2 separate regions of the Ovis aries genome follow, and region 1 is linked to region 2. Evidence: chromatin contacts called from public Hi-C data. All regions are on one chromosome and are shown on one strand. Each heading gives the region's core, a stretch centred on a gene start, on an enhancer-like site or on the middle of the called end of the contact. The rest is flanking DNA. Distances are from core to core; before and after follow the strand shown. Region 1 has its middle 140 kb from the start of FGF10. Region 2 has its middle 30 kb from the start of MRPS30.

What was found. A called contact is a pair of places that touch in the nucleus more often than the background predicts.
Region 1: a contact with region 2 is called in a Hi-C map of tail adipose tissue, with 7 times the contacts expected there. The contact joins two enhancer-like sites. A contact is called at or near these places in 8 of 16 Hi-C or Micro-C datasets (liver, mesenteric adipose tissue, mixed tissues and 3 more).

What each region holds. Positions count from the first base shown.
Region 1 is chr16:30,458,111-30,463,518 of ARS-UI_Ramb_v3.0, reverse strand. No RefSeq gene overlaps it. Among named protein-coding and RNA genes, the nearest start is that of FGF10, 140 kb to the left of the region's middle. Within about 2 kb of position 2,463, at least 2 of the 54 cell types and tissues checked have an H3K27ac peak or open chromatin away from gene starts, as enhancers often do.
Region 2 is chr16:30,216,189-30,222,132 of ARS-UI_Ramb_v3.0, reverse strand. No RefSeq gene overlaps it. Among named protein-coding and RNA genes, the nearest start is that of MRPS30, 30 kb to the right of the region's middle. Within about 2 kb of position 4,257, at least 4 of the 54 cell types and tissues checked have an H3K27ac peak or open chromatin away from gene starts, as enhancers often do.

The DNA of each region.
Region 1 (5,408 bases), core at 1,214-3,713, 240 kb before region 2:
GAGCAAGATATCTAAAGACACTCTAATACTCTCCTCATTTCTGTTGTAGAGAGTCAATGTTAGCCATTTAACTTTACGACCAATTAATCTCATGATAACACAAAGGGATTGAGGATTGGTTCCTGTCTCTAGCTAACACCCCATAATCTCTGGTCTTCTGTGGGAGGGGAAAGGAGAGAAAAGAACAGTGAAAGGAAGATAGGGTAGGAATTTAAAAAAAAACTGTGGTCCCTGTATTCTCCTGGGCGAGGAAATTGAGTCAAGGAAGCAGAGGCCATTATCATACTGGAATTACAGACCATGCTCTAGAAGTTTCAGCCACCACAATCAGGATCTTCCCAGTGTGTATGAATACCCAATTAGAAACTGACCACCAGGGGGCGCCAAACTGCAGCTATGATACAAGTGAATTTGAATTATTTAGTATCAAGCAATCCTCCTGGTCATTTCATAAGACTCAATAATTGGATAGTTGAATGCTAAGAGACCTTACTTTTTTATATTTCCAATCCCATATTTATAGCTCCTCTTACCTATAGCCTATAGGTAAGGTTGAAAATCTTAAACTTTGTCGAAAAGAAAATCTGCCTTATTTTTCATGATCACTTCTTCCTCTTTCCCTGAAGTCTTACATAGTATAGCTGAGTCGCATGGCAACAGCAACCATTTACTACATGTCCATTTCCTCTTGCAAATGCCTCTCTTCTCTGTGATATGCCTTTCCCACCTCAGTCCTTATGCTCTAGATCTAATTAGAAGATTTTGCTCTAGAAAAGGTCAAGCCAACAAGATACCCTCTTCCATGAAGTCTCTTAGATTACTTCCATCCTTACAAAAGGCAAGGTTACTAACACCTACTTCCCTGGCCTTCCAAAGTTCCTGTTTGTTACTATCATTTCTCACATTTAAGTATCATCGTTGATATTTGTCAGTTTGCCACTTAGAATGAGAACAATCCAAGCACAAGAACAAACCAAACATTTTATCTTTGAGTGACCAGAGTTTAGTACCACATTTATCACATACTGTACCTTTAGTAATTGAATCTTTAGTGACTAAAACATGATTTGGATAAAATATAGCTAAATTTCAAACTTGGATTAAGTTTAAAACATATGGGCAGCTAAGTATATAGAAGATGCAAGTGATGATCTTCCTAATAAAGCAAGTGATCCTTTGCTAATGTGGATGAGCACTGGATCCTTGTTTTCTTGGACGTTTTGCTGTTGTCTTAGAACAAATATTCATGAGTATTATATCATGTGATACTGTTAATGGTTTGATAATATTTTTATAGATTGTAGGAAAGAATAAATTGAGTTGACGGGCAAAATTACTTTCATTGTGGTCTTTTCATAAGAGAGACTGACATACCATCTATTCCTTAATCCTGACTTACTTACTCTAACTCTTAGCTATGGTGATGATCATTGAATGGTCAGTGACCTGTCTTTGTACTGATGCCTAAAATGCTCCAGTTGATTTCAAAATCAGAAGGTAGTTTATCTCAAGAATTGGAAAGGATCTTAATCCATATGTCTTATTTTTATAGCTGAAGAGACTATGACATAGGAAAGTTAGATGCATTCCCACATAGTTTATTAAAGAGAGAATTGCAGCAAGAAACGCACTTACTCCCACTCTATCATGTGGATTTCCTTTGACCCCCACAGTTAATAGGTCATCATGATTGACTTAGTTTATGACTTGGATAAACAAACAAGTCTGAAACAGTGAAAGAAGAAGAGCCGACAAACGGCAGCTTAAAGTCCTCTGTACCACATCCTCCTGCAGAATCTAATCTCAGCCCTCCAGTCTACTCCAGTGTTTTGGGTTTTAATCAACTCTCTGGTTCTGAGAAGCACTTGTAGACACTCTAGAATTCTTTATACTTTTAATCCAGTCTGGGGTCTTATTTTGGCAGTTAAAGGACTTGCAGTGTCCCACAAAGGACTGTTTGCCTTCTTATCTAATCTTCAGTGCATCTAGCAGCAACACAGACCATTTCATGGTATCATTCTGCCAGCAGAAGGTTGTTCAAGGATACACAACTCCTGTCACTTTTATTGCATGGTCGAGTAAATAATTTGAGGCCTTTCCAGCTCCTGACTAAATTATGTATTTGTAATTTATTTTCTGCACTCCCAGTTTGCTTCCCTTCTTTGAGGCTAGCTTCCATCCCAGAAGACCCGGCAAATGTTTTCTGAATAGGCGTGGCGTTCCTCCATTTACGCAACACAAAATAAGAAGCCTTGAGAAAGCAGCTTGATGTTGTTTTCCAAATTCTCTGCTACCTCCTGAGTTGTGAAATACTTGGAACAGTAGTTCACTTGGCCCAAACGTTTCACCTGTTTCCTCTTTTTTCATCTCCTTGGTGAATTTTAAAACCAATCTTCAAGAACAGGATTCCAATGCCATACTGTATCCTCATTCAATCACACATGAAGTGTTTGGATGAAGCACAATACCCTATGGGCCTGTTGCCCTGTATGAATGCTAAAGTACCCATGAGACTCTGTAATATGTATCAGGGCTGATACCAACTTTGGAACCTGGGTAAACCCTGGGGATAATCCAAAACCATGAGTTTGCTTTTTGGCAGGTCAGGCCACCTGCTAACAAACCAGAAACATGCACGGAGTTTGCAATCACTAGTCAGAAAGAAAATAAAGTTGTTGATGCCAGAAGCTTCACAAATTATAGCACAATCTCAGGAAAGAGGGAATTAAAGGGGTAGAAAGTAGACAACCACAGGAACACCTGAATCTAATAACAAACTGGAGTGTTTTCAATTGGCAGAAAACTTGGACATGGAAAAAGAACAATTCTGTTTGCCTCTGGCTAATGAATAAATGATACTCTCCAATGCCACTCATTAGCCAGATCCTGACCTCACCTAAGTGCAAGTTATGCCCTGTGATGAGTGCAGTGGTGTCTTTTTAGCCCATCTTTCCCACTTCCAGGGTGGTTCCTGATTACAGATCCATGGCAGATGACAGCTTAGTGTCAGAGCTTTATCAGCCAGTGGTAAAATGAAAAATCCAATAGGCTATTCCTAACATTAAATTTATTCAATTTAGATTTTCCATTATTTTGAGAAATTTATTTTTCTACTCTCACTTACTATTAAAATGTCCACTTCTTATGAAATGATGGAGAAAGTAGAGAATAGAAGATACATTTTTTATTTAAATGTCTCTATTGGTAAAATTACAAGTTGGCAAAAATGAATCATTTTTCACAGTTCAATGGTTCTTTAAAAAAAAAAAAAAGCCAAGAAATTGTTGAAACTCATTTTGAGCAGTTTCAGTTCGATACAGCAGATTTCTTCAGTGAGCAAAGATTTGGATATTGTGGTCTCTTCTGTAGCAGACTTGATTTAATCTAATAGCCTCCGAGAAGGGAAAGTTAGTATCAGAAGGAAGGGAACACCAGGTTATCTCTCACCTAGATAATTAACAAGATCTTCACCATTCTTGTAAGACTATTTCTCTGTCCTTGGATGTCTGCACACCTAAAATTAACCGTATTACAAACTATGCTCACAGATGCCCAAGGTCCAGGCTTCGTGCATACTTTCCTATCACATTTGTGAGTATCACAACCAACAGTAGCCTGACCTTTTTCTGCTAGGTGACACAGATGAAGATGTTACAATAAGCTGAGGACCAGTACCAAGGTACCACTCCTCTTTTTTCACCTTCAGCTCCTCACTACTTCTTTTCACCCCTGATATCCTTCCTGCTGGCTCCCCATAGACATTTTCTCTATGATCAGAGTGCCAATTTTGTGTCTTGTTGCTCAAAATCCTATACTGTGAAAGTCTCAAACAGATCTGTCTTGGGCATTCTACCACGGGCCAATCCACTCCTGAATCCACACCTGATTAGATTCTGTCTTGTGTTTTATCCTTAAAAGCCTGAAAACAAGTTTCCCTGTGACAGCTAATAAAATGATACTAATTTGTGGCTGATTATGACCTAGTATCTTGCCTGAAGAATTCATGGACCGAGGAGCCTGGCTACAGTCTGTGGAGTTGCAAAGAGTCAGACCTGACTGAGTGTCTAACTGTTGGGGTCTTCACTTTCAAATAAATACAGTGCCTTAACCTGAATGACTAATGATAAGAGTTCAGTATTGCTGTGACAAGATTAAATGTACTTTGCTTGCCTGCCTACTTTAAAAAAATGTGAGCATATGTGCTATCCTTATGGTGTGTGAGGTTAGTAATATTAGACATTAAAAAAAAAAAGACTCTTCTTTTCCTCTTTCAGTAATAATCCCTCCATCAATAGTCCCTGCTAATCATTTTCTATTGCCATCTTTCTCTATACTGTTCATGTTAATTCTCAGCTAAACCACTCTGAAGGTTCCTTGTTTCCAGCTTAGCATCTACCCTTTCCTTACGCTTCATTCTCCTGGTCTGCAATTAACTATCCCTCAGTACAGCTATCAGAACAATTTTTCTGAAGGGTGTGTGTTAGTCGCTCAGTCGTGGCAGACTCTTTGCAATCCCATGGACTGCAGTCCACCAGGCTTCTCTGACCATGAGATTTTCCAGACAAGGATACTGGAGTGGGTTGCCATTTCCTTCTCCAGGGAATCGTCCCAACTCAGGGATCGGACCTGGGTCTCCTGAACTGCAGGCAGATTCTTTACCAACTGAGCTACAAGGGAAATCTGGCTTGAAAGCCTCCAGCAATTCTCTTTGGCCTATTGTCTTATCTCCGTTGGCCTCCTAGCCAAAGGACTCAGGCCAATCAATAATATCCTACTCTCCCAAATGTTCTTCCCTTCCCCTGAAGCAATTATCTCTGACACAGACTAATCTTGGAAGACAGTTCAAGCACCATCGTCTACTGCTTTATATGTACACCTTTTACATTCTGCTGAATACAGCACTTGGCGTTATAATTATCAATTAGGCTGCCTTCCTCACTAGATAGTGATCCCCTTGAGGCTTGGATATCTGCATATTTCCCTTGATACTCCCAATGCCAAACTCAGTCCCTGGTGTTGAGAAGTTGCTAGAAAAGTATGTCTCCAAAGTACGCAAGGGGCTTCCCTGGTGGCTCAGACGATAAAGAATCTCCCTGCAATGAAAGAGACTCAGGTTCAATGCCTGGGTTGGGAAAAAAGAAATGGCAACCCATTCCAGTATTCTTGCCTGGATAATCCCAATCCATGGGGTCACAAAAGAGTTGGACACAACTGAGTGACTAAACAATAATGCAGGGCTGCTCCCCTAGTAACAGAGCTTTCCCAACATGGTCTTCCTTTAAGTAAAGGCTCTTTCGGTTCTGCTGCTTGCTCAGTCACTCTGTCACGTGCAACTTTTGCCATCCCATGGATTGTAGCCGGCCAGCTTCCTCTATCCATGGGATTATCCAGGCAACAGTATTGGAATA
Region 2 (5,944 bases), core at 3,008-5,507:
TACTAAAGCTTTTGTAGACTGGAAGGCAGAGTTAAAGTTTGAGGAAAAGCTTTGAGCTAGCTTAGCATTCTCTAAACTGGCCTCGCCAATTTTTTAGAGCACTGTAACTTTCTCCCCTGCTGCTGCTGCTGGTGCTAAGTCCCTTCAGTTGCGTCTGATTCTGTGCGACCCCATAGACGGCAGCCCACCAGGCTCCCCCGTCCCTGGGATTCTCCAGGCAAGAACACTTTCCCCCCTAGCAATTCCAAAACGTTGTGAATTAATATTCGAGGTAACCTTCATCAGCATCACTGTGTATTGATATTGCTTTCTGTTTCCCTCAACTCTCTGAAACGACTCTCTATCTAATTCTTTGGGCACTTTGTTGGCCTGATCCAGTGGGACAACAAATGTTCTCAAGAAATGTATGATGAATGATCTGTGTTCTCAGTTTAGGTGTGCAAAATATGCCACTACCTGTACCAAACCTCTGAGTGTTATATGTATTAAAAAAAAAAACAAAACTGGGTCCACATCAGCTTGTTTCCTTTCATTTGTAATATAGAGGATCAGTAGCCAATGGCACTTTCTGGTTACTGGATTAAAAAAAAAAATAGATTATTGAGAGTTCTTTCTCCTCTCCACTCTCATCCTGTACCCTTTGCCTCATACTATTCATTGGCCAAGTGTTGAAGAGCAGAAACTAAGATGTCATAATCTATGATTGAATTTTGTTGCAGCATATATTTACGAGAGTATAATTCTTCTCAAAAGTCCACATAATTTCTGTTTCTCTTAAACAATTTTAAAAAGTATAATATAATGGAAAATTTTGGAATCTACCCTGGTCCTAGAAATGCAGCCTTTTTCTAAATATCAAATTAATTATTATATTCTAGCTTTCAATGAAGAGGAACTGGTCCAAAAATCAAAAGTACGTTTCTAAGGTAAAATTTGCAACAGAACATGTTAAGACCATGGTTTTAAATCTATTCAATCATTATTATATTAGTTTTCAACTTTATATAACTCCATTTGGTTCCCTGAATGCTACATTTGATTTTAAGCTCTAGTTGAAAATGAAATATAGAATTCTTTTGCTTTATCTAGAAACATCAGTAACTCAAATTATCCAAGACAAATTACTGGTATTCAGTCTTTTTTGAATAATGTGTGATTACAGACAATATATATTTATTAATGTATAAAACATGGAAAGTTTTAGCTTCAGACTATGAACTTGCAAAAAAATTATAAAGGACTGAATATAAGGGGGAGTTATGGAAAATATTCGGTCACTTTAATTATAGGTTTAAATGCCACAAATGCTGTAATAATACTTTTTAAATTTATAAACAACAAAATCACTCTATAAACATTAAACCAAATATCTCTTTAAAGTAAAGACATATTTACTTCTTTTTTTCTCCCTGAGTATCATTTATAGATTGATAAAAATGAAGTGAAAAGTAAATGCTTCCCTAGAGGCAGGAAATATACCCTCCATGCAAGGGCAGTTCTGAAAATTGTAACCACAATTCCTCCCAATTTTTTGCTTTTTCCTCTCTATAACTGTTAATTATAATAAAGCATACCAAAATGTTTTCCTTGAATGATAGCCTTGGTCTGCTATTATGTTTTTATTAATATCTTACCTTATTTCATTTATTATTATGAGGATGAGATAATTTGGGGATCTCTTTTTCCACTATTCAATGTTATTTTCAGCAACAGATTATTTTCTGTTATTTGACAGTATTCTTAAAACCACCTACTCATTCATGTTTAATGTGGTCAGACCTCTGTGGTGAACTAAAGACCATCATTACTGTTTGTTTAGTGTTTACATTTTGTTTAGCAGGGGTTTCATATTAGTGGCTACTCTGGGAGATGTACCTCAGATAATTATGGCAGAAAAGCAGCAAAGGGAAGGCTGAATGAAGCAACCCTAGGCTGGAATTCTCGATCGTGCCTGCAAGTGAACAAAAATTTTCATTACACTCACCTCTTTCTCCACACTATCTCTTAAATAAGAACTTTTTTTCTTTTTACAATGGACCGAAAATATGTGTTTAGTCTTTTGTTGATTTTGTATGTTGTGAAAATAGTTTCATTGAATACTTAGTTATATTATTCTTAGGTTCTACTTGTTTGAAGCTCCCCTTTGTTTATTTATTAAAAAAAAATATTTTATGTAGACAAAGGTGCTGTGGCTATGCCCTGGGATCCTTAGACAGTTCTCCCATTAAAGTTATCTTTCTGTTTGTGACATGATAGCTTAGCAGAACTCAGTAGGCCATTAGGAAAATAAGCAAATTCTTATCTGGAAGTCATTAACTAGAATCAGTCATTCTCTTTTTCTCTCTTGCCTGGAAGTTGGTTCTTTTCACATCCTGGAAAAATATTTTGATAGAGAATTAAGTGCTGGTTAAAGGTGAGTCTGTGGCAGAGGGACTGGAATGGGGAGGGGACTAAAACTACATTTGTCTCTGTGCTCACTGAGGGGCGTTAACAAAGACAAGGTCAGTGACCAGCTGCTGGCATTGTCATAGCCTACTGCTTAAATTTTTACATAGACTATGTACTTGTTGATCAAGTTTAAAAACTGAGTAACATTATAATATAAATTGTTTAGTGATTCATTGGGTTGCAGAGGCATCGTGTTTTAGAATCTGTATTATTTCATTATGTCCAGGAGGACCGATTGAGAGTCTGAGGCCATCTAATGGATGGGTCCAGGGCTCTGTGGTGTTTTCCTGGAACATGTATGATCTATGACCACACTGTTGAGTGGTGAACTTCCACCAGCCCCCACAGAGATTCTGTCCCCACGCCCAGGCTATGCTGAGCTCCAGGGAGAAGATATGCAAGGTTAGAGCCAGCAGTTTTGTTGGCTAATAGTTCCCCCAACAGCTCCAAGATATGAAAAAGACAAGTGAAGGGGACAGTTTGAAAGGACCTTTCCCTCCCCTTTCTGACAATATCCTGGGATATGCATCATCTCTGACCTTAGCTATCCTCTGAGGGAAAAGCCCAGAGAGTGGGGGTTTATAGTGATTTGTGTTCAGTCCTGTGTATCAGAAAAATCAAGAATAATGTGTCCTTCAGATATAATCAATATCATTGAAATTAAATTACAGAAACCTTAATAAGATTGTGCTTGTTACTTATAAGTGCACTCTAAGTATTACTGCTAATGCATACACCATTAAAGGGAAAAATTAAAAGAGAAAAAAGTGTCCTCAGATCAGAAAATAGGACTATGAATTTGAGTTTGAGACTTCCTAAGTTAAGACCATATCTTTGAGGTCCAGATTATCTATGTAAAAAATGTTCTGGTTTTATATACAACAGAATAAAGGTTTTTTGTTGTTATTATTGCTTTTTAAAGAGTAAGATCAAAAGGAAGGAGAGAAAATCCTATAGATCTTGCAAATGTCTAAAACAGCACTCTGGTCTGAATGTTTGTATAAATAATATGAGAAAATATTTGTGAGTATAAAACTTATGTCAGTTAAGCTGCCACAAGGGTCCATAAATTTTTCTGAAATTGCTTAATTTAAATTTGGTAGTGTCATAGAGCTTTTGAGTGAATATAGGTCAATCTGTTTGCCTGATCATTCAAAATATGCATAAATGATAATAGCATGTCTATTAATATTGATGACATAGTAGTAATGATGACAATTTAGTATAATCATTTGACACAGATCACAGGGAACAAATCACTAAATTATCAATGAAGAGAAAATCATCACTGTGCTAGAGCCAAATTGTGTTGGGGCAAAACAGAGTGAGACTCAAGCCCTGATGACAAGCTTTGTGGAAAGATTGGTAACTGCAGATATTGGACATGGGAGAAAAGTGAGCAAATCTTTAGTTTATAACAGAGTATTGAGAAATTTCTCATCTGACTTCCTGCTGAACTGAGCTGGCTACTTAAATGCCCCCATGGGATGGAATGAGCTAATGGTGAAAGCCTTTTGAAAACCCCCAAACTGTCCTCATTTAAAGGAACAAATACAGAGACCCTGATTTCAACATAACCATTTCTAAAATATTAAGGGAATGAGATGTGCTATATTATAAGGAGGTTTTGATTTTCCTCCACCAAATTAAAAAGACAATCCAGAATTAGTGTCAAGACATAGTGAGGAGAGAAATAAAAGGTGACTTGGCCCCTTACTCCCTCATAATCTTATGCAGAGTAAAGTTTGGTGGCCAAACAAGCCAAAGCTGAACACTATCATGGCCACACTAAAGACAGGAGGAAGGTCAGCTGGTTAGACTGCTGATGAAGCTTCTGTTAGAAGTTAATTCTGTGTGGGATAGTTCTGTTCCATCACATGAGCCTATTCTCTAAATTTTGACAGTTTTTTCACAAGCACCGACTATAGATCACAGAAGGGGCCAGGTATTCTTATATCACTGTAAATCCATCAACATGCTTCTTTAAATATATGTCAATTATATGTACACAGAAAGTACACACTTATTTGAGGACTGTTTGTTATTAATCATAATAGCTATATTTTACTGAGTGTGTCTTGTGGACCAGGTGCTATGCTGAGAGCCTATATACCCCATCTCAATTAACCCTTACAGTAACACTGGGAACCAAATATGTGAGATGCCCAGAATATCATAAGTAGTAAGTGGGAGTCCATCTGTCCAACAGATGAAACCAGTACATCAGTTTCTTATTTTTACGTTCTAAGCCACTTCATTATATTTCTATTCCCTTGTTTTCTATTCCTCAATAGCCATTCAAGATTAGGTGATATAGCCCAAAAGAGTTTGTGAATTCATAGGTTAACTTAGGTTGTGAGTTTTAAGTCTGGATGATAATTCAAACATTTAGGGTTTCAAATCCAGTATAGATGGTCTGCCTTGGCTGCATTATTACAAGAAATCCATCCCAGAAAATATGACTTTCCATCGTTCTGTGCTGTTGATAATCATACAAGTAGATTCCACATGAATAAGAATTCATTGGATATATTTATATATGGTCATATCTCAAACATATACATCTTGGCCTGTGTTATTAAAAGAAGAAATGAAGTAGGAAGGGTAAACTCCTTTTTCTTGCTTAATCAGACATAACCTAAATGTCAGAAGGAGTAAGGTTGAGGAAAGGATAGACAGGTAGACAGGAGACACACACACATACCCCTCACCCACCAGAACAGTAGGAACCTAAGTGGCAATATGTCATTAACAGAGAGTCTACAAAGGGTTGATTAATAAAGTGAGTGATGTCATGAAGCTACCAAAATAAATTTTGAAAATCAATGTCCTGATGTACTCTCTGCTTCTCCAACATGTCTGATATATAAACTTTTAGTTCTGGCATCACATTTTAAGGCTTCCCAGGTGGCACTAGTGACAAAGAACTGCCTGCCAATACAGGAGACTAAGAGATCCGGATTTTATGCCTAGGTTGGCAAGATCCTCTGGAGGAGGAAGTGGCAGCCCACTCCAGTATTTTTGCCTGAAGAATCCCGTGGACAGATGAGCCTGGCAGGCTACAGTCCATAGGGCTGCAAAGAGTCAGACACAACTGAAGTAACACACACACACACACACACACAGACACACCCCACATTTTAGGAGGACTTTGTAAGTCTGTAATATCAGGGGAGAGTAGCGAGATGATAGGGACCTAAAAGTAGTACTAACATTAAAATGGTCAGAAAGTCTGGATGAGCTTAGGAGAATAAGAGAGAAGCTTGGAGAGTTAAATGACAATGGTCACCAAGTATCTGAAAGGCTGCTACGTAGGAGCAGGAGAAAACAGCTCCGCTAGGTTTCCAAGGACAGAACTAGGATCAATGGGTAAAAACTTAGAGAAGTATATACCTGGTTCAACTAGGAAGTACTTTCTAGTCATTATTACTCTATGACAGTGGGAGACGCTACCATAATGTGAATTTGTGAAGAATGGAGTAAAAAATGAAAGGTC